Linked DNA regions of Mus musculus: region 2 is linked to region 1. Evidence: chromatin contacts called from public promoter capture Hi-C data. All regions are on one chromosome and are shown on one strand. Each heading gives the region's core, a stretch centred on a gene start, on an enhancer-like site or on the middle of the called end of the contact. The rest is flanking DNA. Distances are from core to core; before and after follow the strand shown. Region 1 holds the start of Usp50 (ubiquitin specific peptidase 50). Region 2 holds the start of Astl (astacin-like metalloendopeptidase (M12 family)).

Region 1 (4,769 bases), core at 477-2,976:
TTTATGGGGCCGTTAAAGGGTTGTAACTTTGAGCCTTTGTAGCTTCTTTTGGTGTCTGGAGACAGCTATAGTGAGCATGATACATACACATAGTAGGAACATATACATTCATATGTTAAGGGCACAGGTATGTATATATGCATACATATGTGTGCATACATGCACATTGCTACGCTAATAACTGATTATATATATTTATGATTAGGGTTCTTATGTTTGCTCATTTATAACACAGAAACATTCAGCATGAGAAAGTGTCCTTGGCCTGTGTGAGGCACTGGCTTTGGCCTCAAGCTCCTGATCCCCCAGCAAAACAAGGAACACTACCTCTTCCTGGCAGGGTTACTGCGAGGGCCATGCAGGTGCCATGCAAGGTGCTTAGCTTAGATCACATAATAAATGATATCTTTTAAAAGAATACAACATAGCCAGTTATTGGTGGTGCAAACCTTTGATCCTAGCGTTCAGGAGGCAGCAGCAGGGGGGATCTCTGAGTCTGAGGCTAACCTGGTGTACAGAGTGGGTTCTAGAACGAATAGCTAAGGCTACACAGAGAAACCCTGTGTCCAAAAAAAGACAAGTGTATATTTATACACACACACACATATGTATATATACTTATATACACATACACATGTGTGTATATATGTCTATGTGTGTATGTATATATGTATATATACATCTATGTACCTGTATAGTATGTATACACGTATATTTACATGTATACACACATATATACATATATATGTATACACACATATACAGATATACGTGCATACACACACACACACACACACACACACACACACAGCTTGGGTTCTGAAGAGATGGCTCAGCAGTTAAGAGCATTTCTGCTGTTCTTTCAGAAGATCCTGGCTCACTTCCCAGCAACCACATGGCAGCTCACAACCATTTGTGTCTCCAGTTCCAAGGGATCTAATGCCCTCTTCTGGCCTCCAAGAGCACTGCTTTGGTGTGCTTAAATTGTCAGCAAAGCATTCATATACATAAAATAAAATCTTTAAAAGAATAAATGACTTAATGTGGAGAGACGGGACTGGAGCATCTGCCCAGCATGCAGAGATGGGAAATACTGCAGGCTCCAGGAGGCCTCCTTGATCTGCACAGCTCCCTCTTATCTGACCGATTCAGTAGGGCCGCTCACCACCTTTGTCCTTTATTACCTTTCTTCCCACAGACTGAATCTGAAATCCAGGCCCCACCGCTCAGCGGCCTCACTCAGTGCCTCTGCTCAGTTTCACCCATCTGAAAAGTGTGCCATTCTCACTTTTACTCAGTGATGTCACGGAGGCCCTGAGCTGACTGATCAGGGAGTACATGTATGTTATCTCTTCTGGGTCCTTCATGGGTCAAATCTGGCAGAGCCCTCCCAAATGCAACAGGTGCCATGCCCCCTCTAGGTAAGCCCTCCCCCAGCCCCCCACTCCTGAGGTTATCTATAAAGGCACAGGACATAGAGGCTCACAGGTTGTAGTAGGCACCGAAGTCGTCTGCAGGGACCGGCCGATGAGACGCCATGTCAATGAAGCACATCAGGCTTTCACTTCTACTCACGAGCTACCTTTGATCCTTTTAACTTCATTTCTCCAGGACTGCTCCCTGGCTTGTTTTTGGTTTTGAACCGTTTGAATGCCCCCCTCCCCCCTTTGTGTTGTTGCTGTCTGATTTCACTTGACTCAGGCCCAGTTCTTCTTGGATCCTCCCCTGCATCACAATTGTCACCCTTCATACCAAGGTTCTAACGTGTTGTCAAGGGATACCATTATTTGTTTGTTTGAAATGCTTCTGAAAGATCAACTTTCTGAGAACGAATTGTCCACATCACAGCTCTCCCTCTATTTCTGGGTTTCTCACACACAAGCACACAGAGATGTTCACCCTCTGGATTTGGGGACAGTGTGTGGCAACACTGCTCCCATGAACCCTAGAGGGACATCTCTTCCCCTATGGAGGAGGTAGTGAGATTTTTCTCATCCCGATGCATACACAGTGAGGTCACCAGAATTGTTTATTCTTGGGATGGAGACACAGCTGGATATGGGCACATACCCATAGTACACAGGCTGTTAGGGTTTTACTGCTGTGGACAGACACCATGACCAAGGCAACTCTTCTAAGGACAACATTTAAATGGGGCTGGCTTACAGTTTTAGAGGTTCAGTCCATTATCATCAAGGTGGAGAACAAGGGCATGTCCTGGCAGACATGGTGCAGGAGGAGCTGAGAGTTCTATATCTTCATCTGAAGGACACTAGAAGACTGGCTCCCATGTAGTTAGGAGAAAAGAATCATTGCCCACCCCCACAATGACACATTTCCTCCAACAAGGCCACACCTCCTAATAGGCCAAGCATATTTAAACCACCACACAGGCTTATTATAGGATTTACAAGCTGTGGCCTCTGGGGCACACATGGTTTTCTGAACTCAGACTTTTCCACTGGAGGAAAAGGATGGCATCCTCAGTTCTAACTAAAAGCATGGGGCTGTGACCTGGGAAAGCACCCGTGCTGGGGCCTTGCCTCTGGAGTGCCTAGTTGCTGCTGGCCTGCTCTCTGAGCAGATCTACTGGGTCAGCCAAGCACCAGCAGAGAGCAGGCAGAGAGCCCTTAGGATCAGTTTATCCCAGGTAGGGTACTGAAGACAGGCTGAAGGAAAAATACTCTCAAAGTCCAACTTCATAGAGCAATGAGTTTCAGTGGGGTCAGTTAGGGCATATGGGTGGAGAGATCAGGAGCAAATAGGACTCAGCTGTGTCACCGAAGACCCCAGTATGAGTGACAGCTCATGAAAGCTGGGCTCCAGGAGCACACACAGCCTGCAGGCACTCAACAGATTGCAGTGTCCTTTCTAGGCCTTTTAGTCGTAAGCCACACACTGCAACACACACCACATGACATCGATCTCTCTCACACACTATGCCAAACCACCCGGCAACACACACAATGACTAAGAAATATACATTAGATCCATAATGATGCCCCTCTGTGTATGTGCATATATGTATTGAGAATCAGAATTCACACCAATAGTCACAACCTTTCTAGATTTATTTTCCCTTCCTATACAATCTAACTCTAACTGGGAGACACCTAGCTTCTGACAGCCCTAGCATAGCTCCTGTCTCATCAGTCCTCAATGCTGTGTTCCCACTGCCTAGCACGTGACATTCCTGCCTCATCTGCACACCAGGGCACCACTGCCCACAGCTCATACAGCTCACACTAAAGTAAGAGGGCTGCTTCTTAATTTTTCCTTATCTCTTTGGTGGCTTGTTTTAATCTGCCCCTCTTAGATATTTCTTTCTAGTCATCTGAAAATTGTGCAGTACTTTCAAAATCTACACCCATGTATTTTAAATATTTTGACAATATGAAAGTGCAGTCTATGCTCTTTTCACATATTTATGTTAAGCTAAAGTTGAGTAGCAAGGGTGACTATGTTATTCCAATCCACTTGGTTTTTATGCTATGGGTGATACATAATGGATTTTTGTGAAAACGTCAATGTTAATCTGCTAGTGAGGTTGGAAGGTAAGGAATTCTGTGTGATGTAACAACAGAAACTGCTGTGTCTTGGCAGGTGAGAATGCTCCATGGTTAAGCATCCTTGATGCTGCAGCTTAGCTTCTTCCTGCTGGATCAGGAATTAAAGTGCCAGGCACTTTCCTTGTTGCCGCTCTGGCACAGTTACAAAGAACCTGTAAAGCAGGGCTGCACCACCACCCGAACTCCATACCGTCCTTCGCAGCCTGTGCAGTCCTTTGTCCTTTGCATTGCGGGTTGAGACCCCTCTTCTCGTGGGCTTTTCTAGAAACTTACAAGGAATGTTTTAATAAAAGGTGAGATGAGGTGCAATGACTTGGAGGTGACTGGGCTACTTCGCCTCTAGGGATATAGAACCCCTCTCACAATTAGTGATAAAACCTTGTAAAAGCCCCCAGCATATAACCCAGTGGGCAGATCCTCCCTGCTCAACCAGCCTTCCTTCCCTCCTCAGTCTCTCTGGGATGATAAATTTATACTTAAACTGCATCATGGCTGAATTATTTCCTGCAAGAAGACAAGGACCAAGGAGAAATGCTCTCTGGTAAGAGACCACACTGCGAAATTGAGAAGAGTGAGGTTTACCCATACATAAAATCATCTTCAATATGATGCAATTTAGAGATCATTGAGATCTTTGTCCATCCAGGCAGCTGTGTGCCAGAGACTTCCAGAGACTAAACAGCTGGTGAAAGTTAAATCAAGGTTGGGGCTCTTGAATTCTCTCACAATTGTGATGAATAAAAATCTAAAGTGAGGGGGCTGGAGAGATGGCTCAGCAGTTAGGAGCACTGACTGCTCTTCCAGAGGTCCTGAGTTCACAGACCCCATCTAGGTCAGAGCAGCAATACTTGCAAGGTTGGCCGAGATGGCCCTGGCAGCCCAGGCTAACAGCCGGCAAACCAGTCAAGCTCAACAAAGCAAGTCAGAGGTGATCAGGGCGCTTGAGAGAGGGACCGCTCTTCTATCTGCGTGGATCAGAAGAACGTGCACAGAGTATGTAAACCTTTCATTGCCCTGCTCCCTGTGTGCAGAGAATCAACCATTTGCAATAGGACTCTCAATATGGTTTGTTTGTTTGAGACAGTTTCTCTATAGCCTTGACTGTCCTGGAACTGTAGTCTAGGCTGGCCTTGAACTCAGAGTTCCACCTGTCTCTGCCTCCCAAGTGCTTCTTCTATTAAAGACAGGAGCCACTATGTC
Region 2 (5,167 bases), core at 2,536-5,035, 560 kb after region 1:
AAGCTGCTGTGGCCCAGCTCCTCCCTCCTCATCTTGCCGTCCCACTGGGGTGCTAGGAAATCCAGGATGACGGCTGCTCTGATATGGTGCTCTTCTGAGGTGGCATAAGGGCTGGCCCTTATTTGCTCTCCCTCCTTCGACTTGCAGAAATTAATTTAATTAATTAATTTACTATATTAAAGCCCTTGGTCACCCAAGGGCTCAGAAAACAAGCTGTGACAAGCAGAAACCATGTCTAGGGGTGTGCAGCCCTTGACCCAAAGCTTAAGCCTTGTGCTCCCAGGGGAGCCAGGAAGTGACGTGTGTGTCATGTTACGGACATCTGACTTTTGTGTGTGTGTGTGTGGGCATCTCGCTGTAATTGGTGCTGAAAAGTTATTTGTGTTCAACTGACATTTAACGCTCTCTCCCCAACTTCCTCCCGGCCCTGTGGGCCAGGGAGGGGCGTTGGAAACAGCACTTTATATTTATATAGAACATTGAGGTTGTGTCAATAAAAACAGTGTTTTGTTTAAAAAAGAGCAGTACCACATTGTCTGGTCTCAAGTCTGTGCCTGCGATGGCTGAGTGGTCTGCCTTGGCCTGGGCTGGCCTGGGCTGGCCTGGGCTGGCCTGGGCTGGCCTGGGCTGGGCTCTTTCCCATACAGGTTCTAGCCTGTGGTTGAACTGGGAGGGTTAGGAAGGCCGAGGTCGGCCTCAGCCTCACAGCGGCTCTGTGCATCCCTGATCAGACCCCACATTTACCTAGTGTGTGGTGTGCAGGTATGTGTTGACTGAGGGCATTTAGATCAGAGGGCACTGGCTCCCTGGATGAAGGGTGCATAACCTACCCCTGGCGCCCATTTTCTCTGCTCTGGGTAAAGCACTCAAGAGCTAGGGTTGTTCTGAGCCTTCCTCAGGAATTGTATCAGTTTTTTTTTTTTAATGAATTATTTGGAAATCTCACATCAAGCACCCTGATTGTGCTCACCTCCCAGTTTTCCCACATCTGCTCCCTCCCCTCCCCAGGATGTTCTGCCCCCCCAAAAGGAAAAGGTAAGTCCATTTTGTTTTGTCCATATATTCACTGGAACATGGTTGAATTCTTAGTGGCCCACAGGGAGGAGGAGGAGGAGTCTTTCTTAGCCTTTCTCCATACCAGAAGCCATCAACTGAGGAAGAGCCAGTGAGGGGCGGGGCCAGCTCTCCCACACCCACACCCACAGACTTTAACGTGTTTTCAGGCAGCCTGCCTTAGTGGTAACCACAGGCATCAAGTGGGCTGGCCATATCAGAGCCACTAACCTATTCATGGCTCACAGCAGCTGTCCCTGGGCAGGTGCTACAACATGGCCTCAGGTGGCTACAAATGCCGCTCGCAACAACATGCTTCCACCTGAGCCCCCCTCCCCACCCACCCCAGGCAGCAAAGCCCAGGGACGTCAAATCATTAGTCAGAGGCACAGACTTGCATCTCCATCCTGGGGCAGCAACATGGACTATAGATACCAACATGACTTCCTGAACCTTTAAGGTGGTCTAATCCAGAAAGCAAACCTTTCTTCATCTTGGGCTTCCATGGTTGCTCAGAGCTAGCGGGATTTCAAGGCCAGGCAGAAGGTCTGGGGAGCTGAGTCTGCATCAGCATAAGCTCCAGGCTGCCATTCTGCCAACCTTCCTGGGCAATGACAGCGTGTCCACCAGCCCTCTCTCATCCGTCACCACCATCAATCACATCTCCAGTTTCGCCTTTCTCCGTAGCACACACACACTGCTTAGTTTTTCTATGTTCCCCACTATTCATCTTATATCTGTTTATTGTACTGGTGCCCGCCTGTACCAGGCCATGAGGCAGGCAACCCTACCAGTTTCTATTGGGACCTGTGGACTTGATGCCCAGCTCAGGGTGGACACCTGCGTCCCAGAGTCATTAACCTTTCATTATCTTATACATAGCATGGCTGGTTGCTGGCGGTCCCATTAGACCTATTCCTTGCCCTTCTGTGTTTCTAACATCTTACCTGCCTAGCAAATGGCCTTTCTTTCTTTCCTCTCCTCCCTCTCTTCCTTCCTTTCCTTTTTTAAGACAGTCTTACTATGTGGCCTTGATTTGTCTGGAACTGAATATGTAGACCAAATTGACCTCAAACTCACAAGAGATCCACCTACCTTTGCCTCCCAAATACTGTGTATGAGATTTTCCACTAATGTGATGATAATGATTTTAGTAAGCACATTTAAGTAGTTAGGTCATTGTTTTAAATATATTTTTGAGATGGCCCCTCACTATGTAGCCCAGGCTAATTTTCAATCGGTTCTACGGGATTTCAGGTGTGAACCACCATGACAACTCATGTCGTCGTTTTCTTCTTCTTCTTCTTCTTCTTCTTCTTCTTCTTCTTCTTCTTCTTCTTCTTCTTCTTCTTCTTCTTCTTCTTCTTCTGTTTTTCAAGACAGGGTTTCTCTGTGTAGCCCTGGCTGTACTGGAACTCACTTTGTAGACCAAGCTGGCCTCAAACTCAGAAATCCTCCTGCCTCTGCCTCCCACATCCTGGGATTAAAGGGGTGCGCCACCACCCCTGGCATCTTCTTTTTTAATGGGAAAAAAATGGAGTGTTTAAGGTACTTGACAAGCTTTGACATATATAAGCACTGTGAAGGAATGAGTCTGCTGGTCAAGATAATTAGCATATCCATCGGATTCCTGGAAACCAGTCTAGATTCTGCTCAGGCATCAGCAGCATCTGCTTTTATTATAGCCCCTCTGTCTGGCTCTAGCTTCTACTTCTTGAGAGATGTTTGCCCCAGGCTCAGCAAGAATGCCAACAGGTCCTTGTGGAGCTCTGGCTTTCCTTTACTGAACATGGGGGTGGACTTGGTATGTTCCAGGCTGTCCATCCAGGCCGGGTCTCTGGATGGCAGGATGTAAAGGAAGAAAGTCTGGGAGCTTTGTATTTTGAATTAGTGAAATGGGAAGGGGCCCTGGCCGATCATGTCAGTGGGCAGTGGCATTGGAAGGACCACAGTCATATGAGCGTCTAAGAGTTCAAAAGTGTCCCCTCTGCAGTGGGGGGCGTCTCTGGGTGCTGATGATGCTGGTGTTCAGTGTGAAGTTTCTCAGAGTCTTGCAACCTGTGTACTTTCCTATATGGCTTCTGAAATAAAAGCTTATAGCTGGGCATAGTGACACATGCCTTTAATCCCAGCACTCAGGAGGTAGACACAGGCAGCAGGCAGATCTCTCTGAGTTTGAGGCCAGCCTGGTCTACATACTGAGTTCCAGGACAGCCAAAGCTACTTAATGAGACCCTTTCTCGTATAAATAGAGGAGGGGAGGGGGGAGGGGAGAGATTATACGGGTATGGTGACCACATAGGGAGAGGTGCCTTGAGTTTCCCAGCAGATTTTCTGGGTCTGAACCCTCCGGTAGTTGGTGGAACAGGAAAAGGAAAGCCCCCTTTTAGTGACTGGATCTCAATCCAAGTCATGAACTACATGAGGCTGCAATGCTTCTCTGCCCTCTGGTGGCAGGAGGGGGAATCTCAGGGAAGCTACCCTGCTCAAGGGTATCCTAAGGATTTGTTTTGTGTCCCCGGCCCACTTTTTACCCACTTCAGCCAAGATGGATGGGACTATGGTCCAGAAGGCTCAGGCTGGGGACAGGGGTAGAGTCCTCTGGTAAGACTGGGCAGGTCTTCAGGTGATAGTTGTTGGGAGGAACTGCAGGTGGAGGTGGTTGGGAGGCTGCAGGTGTGGGCTGGAGAAGCCCCTATTAAAGGGGGTGGATGGTAGAGTCCCTGAGTTAAGGAGGCCTTTCCCTGCCACATTTCTGTGTGTTGCTTGCCAAGAGGGCAGTGAGGACCCACCATGGGTATCATGGGAAGCCTGTGGCCTTGGATATTAACTATGCTCTCCTTGCTAGGTAAGCTGGCTCCAGTCTCTGGGACATTGGGAAGAGGCCAGAGGCTGCAGCTGTGGCTTAAGATAATCTTAACTTAGTTTCACAGCTCCAACATGGCGTTGTAGGGTTGTACCTATGAGTGAGCCCCTGGGAACCAAGGAGGAGGCCTCCTGATACTTGTAGGAGTAGAGAGGGCCCACCTAACAGCAGATTGCCAAGTGTCATACCATATACCTACTTGTTTTAAGGTAAGCCAGTTTCTAGCCTGGCTGGGGCAGCAGGCACTCAGCCTGAGTGGAGAGAAATGTTCAAGAGTAGGGTCTGAGGCCAGCCTTGATTCTGGTGCTGCCTGAAGATTTAAAGTCTACTGTGCCTCTTTTCTGCCTCATATTGGCTGCCCTAGCCTTTCTGAGCCAAGTGTTAGTCCCTTAAAGGGATCTCCTTCACTGAAGGCATCTAGGCCTTGTCACCAGGTATGATGAGTGAGATAGCCAGGCAGGCTTCAGGAATGCATCCTGGGTGGCCTCTCCTGGAAGGGGCTGGATTTTGCTGCCTGCTGTCCCGGCTCACAGTGGAGTCCCGGGGGCATCTATATGTCTGCACTTGTCTTCCTGAGCCAGGTTTGAGCATGGGAGCACCCTCAGCATCCAGATGTTCTGGAGTCTGCAGTACCAGTGTTCCAGAAGGCTTCACTCCTGAGGGAAGCCCGGTATTTCAGGACAAGGACATCCCCGCAATTAACCAAGGTGAGAACACGGGGCCACACTCCAAAGCCATGCTGAATGTGGACATGCGGAAAAGATTGAGAGGAAATGTCCCCATGCATGCAGGGAAATCAAGTTTCATGAGGAAATGCTTGTCTGTTTTTCTGTATTCTTTTGCTGGTTAATATTTTTTATATGAGATACTGTAAATGTCTTTAGAATGATCTGATAAGAGCACTGGTGTTCTCTCGGCTTGGGACTTGAGTAAAATCATCAGTCGATATTTGAGAGCATGTCAATCTCTCTGTAAGTAGCGGTGTGTAAGCGTGACCTGGCCAAGTGGGGTGGATTGTTAAGGAACAAAGAAGTCTGTGGCTCAGGGCATCTTTGTCTGGGGATCTCGGACATGAGGAACACAGACGCATTGGGCTGAAGTTGTTGGCAATGGAAATGAATTCAGATCTTGGCGTCATCATGGGCTGAAATGTTGGCAGAACAGCGGTAATCTTGCTTTAGTGTAGATGGTGACTACTGCTCCCTTCATTCTCTGGTTAGAAGCTCAGATGGACCCAGTCCTCGGTCA

What was found. Promoter capture Hi-C pulls out the DNA fragments that hold promoters and counts their contacts.
Region 2: a contact with region 1 is called in a promoter capture Hi-C map of erythroid cells, with 2.0 times the contacts expected there. The contact joins the promoter of Astl here to the promoter of Usp50 in region 1. A contact is called at or near these places in 4 of 39 promoter capture datasets (cranial neural crest, erythroid cells, liver and 1 more).

Annotation. Positions count from the first base shown.
Region 1 is chr2:126,781,734-126,786,502 of GRCm38.p6, forward strand. Usp50 (ubiquitin specific peptidase 50) reads right to left here and starts at 1,727. Exons shown (of 7, transcript NM_029163.3): 1 at 1,487-1,727. The coding sequence starts at 1,554.
Region 2 is chr2:127,337,851-127,343,017 of GRCm38.p6, forward strand. It overlaps Astl (astacin-like metalloendopeptidase (M12 family)), which reads left to right and starts at 3,786. Exons shown (of 9, transcript NM_001291003.1): 1 at 3,786-3,901; 2 at 4,501-4,626. The coding sequence starts at 3,847. Dusp2 (dual specificity phosphatase 2) reads left to right here. Exons shown (of 4, transcript NM_010090.2): 4 at 1-527.